Regions from separate parts of the Mus musculus genome. Here region 1 is linked to region 2. The links are chromatin contacts, called in public HiChIP or PLAC-seq maps. All regions are on one chromosome and are shown on one strand. Each heading gives the region's core, a stretch centred on a gene start, on an enhancer-like site or on the middle of the called end of the contact. The rest is flanking DNA. Distances are from core to core; before and after follow the strand shown.

Region 1 (3,964 bases), core at 887-3,386, 400 kb before region 2:
ACAAGGGACTGGGGACACACCTCGCAGTGGATCTTGCCCACCATGCAAAAAGTCAATGGCCAGGGCCAGGACAGGATCCATATCACGACAAACTACTAAGCAATGACTTGGAAATTCATGCTACCATTCGGGTTTTTTTTTTTTAATGGATATTAATAGAAATTAAAAAGACAGCTATTTAAAGGAAGAGAAACTTCCTGGATATAAAATAAAGGACCAAGTGAGCCCCTCCCAAAGAAGGGAAGCCCCACCAGCAAGAAGCCCTAAGTGGTAATGAGAGGCCATTTAAGCCCCCTGCGGAGCTAGGGTATGGAGACCCAGCTTGAGGCCTCCATGATTGCTTGTAAATAATTAAGGTTTGTTAAGAAGATAACAAGCTGTCTCCTGAGAGTGAAGTGGAAAGTAATACATCCCAGGAAGATAATGAAATGCTTCGAGGAGCTGGCTGCCTGAGGCACACACAGCATATTACGGGAGCCCTGGGGAAACTGGCAGGAACGCTTGGCCACTTAGAAAAATCCATTTGCTCAGACAAACCACAGATTCTTGCTCAGGGAGGAGATGCTGAAGGCCAGAAGGGACCAGCCTGGGCCAGGCAGACTCTTTCAGGTGAGGAGGATGGGTGTGTCTCTAAGGGGGGGGGGGGGACAATTCCCATGGGCAGGTAGGTTTGTCCTCCTTCCTAGGTACAGCAGCCCAGTGCTGTGCTGGGGACAAAGAACAGAGAAACCAAAGCCACAGGGAGGGTTTGGTTTGGTTTGGTTTGGTTTAGTTTGGTTTTTAGAAATCTATCCACACTTGTTGAACTGTTGGGTCAACATAGATCTTTAGGAACCTATAAATTCGGGTCAATTCAGTACATTTCTTCTAAAACCCTAGACCTGTGCCAGGCCCAACAGAACTTACAGAGTTTGTTCATAGTCTACAGTCTCTGGAGGTTCTTCTCCCACCCCACCCCCACCCCACCCCCTCCACCTGCCACCCCACCCCCATCCACAGCCAATCCTTGCTGGTCTACCTTTCTGAGTATAATCCGCATGTTGACATGCGTCTGTGTGTAGGCTCCTTCTTTTACCAGCTGGGGTTCTCTAAGAGGACCCCGTGTCTCAGACTATTCTAGTAAGTGGCACTCACTGGCTCAATGCCCAAGAGGCCTGCCTCTTGGCTGGGTACTAATTAGGACTTTGTTGATTGAGTGGCTTGTGGCAAAATCCCTAATAAGAAGCAGGTAGATGTCACTGTCAACCAGTACCCTAATGGAGCCTAATAGAGTATTAGGAGTAAGGGTGAGAAGAGAGAGATAGGAGGAGGGGAATCAGTAAGAGGGTTTTAACAGGGAAGCAGGGAAGAGTATTGAGGAGGTGAAATTGGACTTCGCCCTCGAGGGATGCCATTCACTGTGTTGAATTCATAGACATAAGGGGAAGAGGAAGGGTGCAGGGGTTGTGTCTGCACAACCCACAGTCCCGCATGACCACAGACACAGGGTGAATTCTAAAAGACAACAAACCAGAAAGACAGCATCAATAACAGCTATCTTTGGACTTTGGGTATCAAAGGGCAGTTTAGGGTTTTGCCTCCGGATACATTCGTCTAAGTTTCCCCGCAATGGGCAGCAGCCCTGTTCCAGCTGCAAAGCCAAGAGGCGGAGGCGGCACAAGCAACCAACCCACTGTGTCCCGCAGCTTGCCTGACACAGTATGATGAAGGAGCTGAAACCAGACAAAGACTCTGGAGGTTTCTCTAGTCCCCTCCAGACAGGATAGAGAGGCTTGGGAAGCCTCCAGGTTACAGTGAACGAGCTTCTAAAGAGGAAGAGATAGAAGACAGAGGAGAGAACAGAGAAGAAGAGCATCTTGGGAAGGGGCAGGAACACGGGAATGGATCGCGTCATAGGAGGATAAAGCTCACTCGCGGTGTGTTACCCACTCCCTCGCAGGGCACGTATTAGCAAGCTGGTGGGCAAGTGAAGGGCAGGGAGCTTTGGGACACCAAGTGACACTTTATTCTTCTCCAATGAACTGGGCGGCTGTCCTAACCGGAAGTGTCTGTCTAAAGTCGTGTCTGTGCTGCCCGCGTCAGATGTCTGTGGCATGCCTGACTCACCAGCGCAGAAGAAAAGGAAGTGGCCCAAAGGTCAGTGGGTGGCGAAGAGGATGCATCTCGGGAGGGAAGGCCGTTTCCAAGGGCAGTAGCTGGTGCCCTGTGCAGGGGCCTGCTCTGAGGACAGAGGGAGCTGGGCGCATGGGAGGGAGGGAGAAGACAGCAGGGGAATGGAGTTGAGCGTTGCCAATGTGAGACAGCTTGAGGGTCATTGCCCTCACCTCCAAGGTCAGTATGTCTCTGTAAATCATGTGTCTGAACACCGGAATTCCTACACTGGGTAGAGGGGAGAGACTCCAGCTAAAGGGCAGGGACCGGGGAAGGAAGAGACCTCAGCCACTCTTCTTCCCTCTCACACATCAGACAGGTACAAGAGTCAGTTGTGGAGAGGACAGAGTAAACTTAGAAAAGCTAGGCTCGGAGAGGCACAGGAGACAGTGCAGGGCTAGCAGGCTTGTAGCCTGGAAAGAGGCAAGAGGGCAGGGGAGCATGCATTATCACTGTCCAGCAGGGCTCCAGGTACCCTGACAGAGGTGGAGAAGCCTACAGTGGCACAGTTCTGCTTGCTCAGAGGCCAGTCCTCTGGGTGAGTCAGATGGCAATAAATAAATAATCTCAGAACAAATGTGAAACCACCATGGTCACAAGTGCCCCCTCCCCCACAATACCACACCCACACAGTGAGAAAACGGACTGAGCACCTCAGGAGAGGGGAACACGGTCCTCAGCAGAGGCTGGAGGGGAAGCAGCATCAAGAAAGAGAGACAGAAGAGGAGATGTGTGGGAAGTGGGCAAGGTTGGAGAAATAGGCAGAGTGTAGCAACAGGACCAAAGGCGCTTGCTCTCGCTCTTGCTCTCTCTCTCTCTCCCCACCCCCACCCCACTCCTGATAAAACACAAAGGCCAACAGTGTACCAGGTCCATGAAGGCCGCTCTGGACAAACCTGCTACTTGGCTCCCTTCCAGCCAGATTCCCTATAGCCACCCCACCAGTTCCTCCCTATAAAGCAACTCTAGGGTCACACCACTGACTTAAGCATGAGTTAAGTCCAAGCCTAAGAGGTCATGACGACAAGAGGTCAAGCAAAATGAGCAGAGTCAAGCAAGGGTGGAAGACAGTGTCAGAAGCACAGAGGGCTGACCTGGCTTTAGGTGAGATAGCGGGAGCCATCAACGGTGACCTGGCAAGTTATGATAGGCCCAAAATTCTTTGAAACTGTTCTCATCAAGAATCAAGGTTTGAGGCGCGGCAGGCATAGCAAATACCTTTAATCCCAGCACTTGAGAGGCAGAGGCAGACAGATCTCTTAAATTCGAGGACAGCATGATCTACAGAGTGAGTTCCAGGATAGCTGAGGGCTACACATTGAAATCTTGTCTGGACAAAAGCAACAAAAAGAAAGAAAAAAAGAATCAAGGTGTGGCTGAAGGCGTAGGTCCAGTGGTAGAACACTTGTTAGCATTCACAAGGTCCTCCATAACCACGAAAGAAAGGAAAAAGGGAGAGAGAAAAGGAGGAGGGAGGGAGGGAGGAGTGGGGAGGGAGGGAAGGGTGGGGAGGGTAGGTGGATGAGAGGTGAAAATAAAGAAAACTATCTCCCAGGGGTGGTGGCACCTATCTATGATCCCAGCATTTGGGGACAGAGAGACAAAGGCCCAGAGATGTATGTTCCAGCCTAGGACACACAGCAACAACAGAAAGAAATAAGACTCCTCTCCCCTCCCTTAAGTTGCAGCCTATGACTCCCTGAACAGCCCGGGTGCAGCAGATTTGCTCTGGGCTCCAGTTTGGGACTGGGCACTACCATTTTCTAGCTCTAGGTGTTTGCTCTTGGCTTCCTACTGAGGCTTTGAGGAAGCG
Region 2 (3,923 bases), core at 159-2,658:
ATTGGTTCTTACAGACAATAGTTTTTTAAAAAGGACTTGAAGTAGGGAGGGGGTGTGCTGGGGTGCCTGATGCCTAGGGGTAGTGAGAAGGAAGGGGGGAGAATGTATACAACCAAGATACATTGTTTACATGTATGATATTGTCAAAGAATAAATAAAAGATAGTCTATTTTTAAAAAGAAAGAAACCACAGCTTAAAATAAACATATATCAAGGCGTTTTGCTCGGAGATGTTTGTCCTTGTGAGCAATGGCATCTGATCTCACTTCTCTACCCTGCTCAAATCATCACAGACTTGCTGTGGCAACATCCCCTTTCTAAACTATTCCCTGAGCAGTTATTGAAAATTCAGCTTCCTTCTGGAGGGGGTGGATTCCTCAGGCCCAGATTAATGGCGTCAGATCTGTGGGTGAGGCTGCATCTATAATAAATAAAGGCTGTCCCAGAACACTGCTGTTTGAGAATCCCTTTGATGTCTCCCTTTCTTTCACGAGCTACAGGATTCACTGACTCTTTTTCTCAAAGGGACTTGGAAGCCAGGCGTGCTGGGAGCATCTGTAGCTACAGCTCTCTGAGAGGCTAAGCAGGAGGCTATCAAGTTCGAGGCGAGCCTGGGCTACATTGTGAGATGAGGTATCAAAAGATTCCAGTAGCACCAACAGGAGATTTGGGCCTAGTTTTCTCCTTCTGTTGAGTTTTCTTCTTCTGAAGTTGGCACTGTGAGTCATGCATCTAGGTAAATAATTTTCTCAAATGCCAGCGCACGCGACCGGCGAGAGGAGAGCTTTGGGGAGACAGCTCTCTCCTTCCACCTTATCGATGCAGGCTCTGTCTTATGTTCTCTGATGGAGTGAAGCTGAGTACTCCTAGCTAGCTGGCCTAAGAGCTTCCAGCCAGCTCTGTCACCAGCTCTCATCTCTCAAACGGAACGTTGGGGTTACAGATGAGGGCTTCTGTCTCTAACGTTTAACATGGGATCACCAGGTGTTGAAACTGGGTCCTCAACCCAGGTCTTCAGGCTCCGACAGCAAGGACCTTTTTTTTTTTTTTAAACCTTCTGAGCTGTTTTGTCCCTTCGTCCTTCTCATTTATTTAAAGGACAGCAATCTTACTGTTTGTCAGCAGCAGGGCCTTTATCAAGAGATTGCATGTTTGCATTCTGTCACGTTTATCAAAAGCCCAGTCAAGAGAAATAAATCTTTGTTTGATGGATTTCCTGAGAATGTGTGGCTCGCTCATTTAAACATTTTAAGCAGGTCTAGACTCTACTTTGGAAACAGGGAGACAGTAGCCTCCCTGGGATTGACTGACTGCTCTCTCGGATGCTTTAATGAACCTTGCTTCGGAATTACGTCACCAGTCTTACTTTGAACACTGTTGAAACAGAGGGATGCCAGACTTGGGGCAAACCTATGATCCTGGCTCTTTGGAGGCTGAGGCAAGAGGATAATGAGTTTGAATCTGAGATCGGCCTGAGTTATTTTGTGAGTTCTATATTTATACAGCAAGACCTTGCCTCAAAATAAATACAGGAAGAGAGAAGGGAAGAAAAATGAGAGTGAGTTGTGGGGGCAGAGATCGCCACAGTTCTAAGACTGAAGCGTCTTTCTCTGGAGACTGTGTGGCATGCTCTGGTCACAAGAGGGCGCTGTTTCTATAGCTTGCAACAGTCTTGCAAATGATCTGTGAACTCATGGATGGGAGAAGTTTGCTGTCTCAGAGTCGCAGGTTTCCGCAGTGAGGCATGTTTCGACACTCCAGTCCAGACTGTAGCTGGAGCCTCCCCAAACAAGGACGTCTGTGCAGAGACAGAACCAGTATTGTCAAAACATCAGTTTCAGGATCTAAACTAGAATAAAAGATAAACGACCTAGAATATTTCTTGGCTTAAAACGGAAGTATTGGAGCTGTACGGATGGCTCAGCAGTTAAAAGCACTTTTTGCTCTGGCCGAGACTCAAGTTTGATTCCCAGTATCCACATGGAGGGTTCCAGAGGATCTGATAACCTCGTCTGGTTTCTGCAAGCACTACATGCGTAAGGTATCCATACATAGGTAGTCAAACCACTCATAAACATAAAATAAAAATAAATAAACCTTTAAAATGGAAGTGTCATCCCATGATGCTGTGGTGGGCCCACACAAGTATCCATCCGAAGCATCGGGTCACAGCACGTCATACCTGCCAGGGACTCAGAACACAGAGGGCCAGTGAACTCAACCACCGTTAAGCAAGTGAGTGGGTTGTGTTCTACTGCACGGATTTTACTGGACCAAAGAAAACCAACAGGGGAATTCGCGTTGGAAGAGGCACGTCTGGACTCAAAATGGAGGCCATGATCCAAAGGAACCAGAGCAGCTGAGAAAGCTGTTTTTTGGTGGTCTGAGCTTCGGAACCACAAATAACTTAAGAGAACATTTTGAGAAACGGGGCACTATTAGAGACTGTGTGATAATGAGGAATCCCCAACAAGACGTTCCAGAGGCTTAAGGCTCCTGACCTTATCTCTTGATGCTGCGGTGAGTGTTCCCCCCACCCCCCTCCCAAAGCTGATGACTGGGGTGGAACCGAGGCGCCATTTCTAGAGAGGCCAAAAGCCATGGTACTTGTTGAACAGTGAAAGAAAATGTTGGTAGTATAAAGGAAAATACAGAAGAGTATAATCTAAGAGACTACTTTGAAAAGTATGGCAGAAGCCATCTACATCATAGAAGTCAAAGAGTGGGGAAAAAAAGAGGATTTGCTTTTGTAACTTTTGATGATCATGGCAGAGTTGATAAAATTGTTCAGAAATACCACACTGTCAATGGGTGTAATTGTGAAGTGGAAAGAGCTGTTTCTAAACAAGAGATGCACCTGCTGACCACAAAGAGTCTGTCAATGGGCATAATTGCGAAGGAGAGATGCAGTCTGCAGGATCGTAGAGGGTTGGGGAGGAGGATGTGGCAACTTTGTGGGTCAGTGAGGAAACTTTGGAGGCAATTTTGGTCTTGGTGGAAACTTTGGTGGAAGAGGAGGCTATGGTGGCAGAGATGGTGGCTGCAGAGGTAGTTACAGAAGTGGTGATGGTGGATATAAAGGATTTGAAGGTGATGGTGGTAACTGTGGTGGTGGTCATGGTTACAATAGTAGAGGAGGCAATGGTGGTGGACCAGGATATGGAGACCGAGGTGGTGGAGGAGGATGTAACGGTTACAATGGAGGGAACTTTGGTGGAGGTGACTGTGGTGGTGGTGGTGGTGGTGGTAGGAACTATAATGACTTTGGAACTTAGAGTGGATAATGGCACGGATCCAGGGGTGGGTTAGTTTTGGTGGAAGAAGCTCAGGCAGTCCCCATGGCAGTGGCTATAGGTCTGATGGTAGAAGTGGTGGACTTGGTAGCAGAAGGTTTTACAAACAGTAGAAAAGGGCTATAGTTCTTAGCAGGAGAGAAAGTGAGGGGTTGTCAGGAAAGCCATAGGTTACTTTGAGATAGTTGTTCCGCATGCCTTAGAGGAACTGTAAAAGTCTGCCACAGAGGGAGCGATGATCCATAGTCAGAAACATCACTGCAACTTAAACAGGAAGCTTAGGTCTATCATAGTGTAGTTTGCAAAATGTGCAGCTGTTTATTAATGCAATGTAGTGTCAATTAGATGTATATCCCCGAGGCCTTTTATCTGGTACAACAGTACCTTTCTCTTCATTACATCAGGCATATTGTCCTGTAAATTGTGGTAGTGGTACCAGGAATAAAAAATTAAGGAATTTTTTTCCTAAACAGAACAGCAATGGCTTGCACAGTAAGATCAAGAATTGACAAATGAGTCCTCATAAAATTGTAAAGCTTTTGTAAGGCAAAAGACACTGTCAATAAGACAAAAAGGCCACCAACAGATTGGGAAAGGATTTTTACCAATCCTAAATCTGATAGGGGACTG

What was found. HiChIP or PLAC-seq counts read pairs in DNA pulled down with a chosen protein or histone mark.
Region 1: an H3K4me3 HiChIP or PLAC-seq map of bone marrow-derived macrophages shows a contact between it and region 2, with 4 times the contacts expected there. The contact joins two enhancer-like sites. A contact is called at or near these places in 1 of 39 promoter capture datasets (hippocampal neurons), 1 of 484 Hi-C or Micro-C datasets (CD8 T cells), 1 of 115 datasets of contacts at active chromatin or transcription factors (bone marrow-derived macrophages) and 1 of 9 other capture datasets (liver).

What each region holds. Positions count from the first base shown.
Region 1 is chr1:166,136,488-166,140,451 of GRCm38.p6, reverse strand. The region is part of intron 1 of Gpa33 (glycoprotein A33 (transmembrane)); the gene reads right to left. Among named protein-coding and RNA genes, the nearest start is that of Gpa33, 8.2 kb to the right of the region's middle. Within about 2 kb of position 2,136, at least 102 of the 459 cell types and tissues checked have an H3K27ac peak or open chromatin away from gene starts, as enhancers often do. A contact at or near this core is called in bone marrow-derived macrophages, where this site is marked.
Region 2 is chr1:165,734,071-165,737,993 of GRCm38.p6, reverse strand. No RefSeq gene overlaps it. Among named protein-coding and RNA genes, the nearest start is that of Gm46168, 16 kb to the left of the region's middle. Within about 2 kb of position 1,408, at least 43 of the 459 cell types and tissues checked have an H3K27ac peak or open chromatin away from gene starts, as enhancers often do. A contact at or near this core is called in bone marrow-derived macrophages, where this site is marked.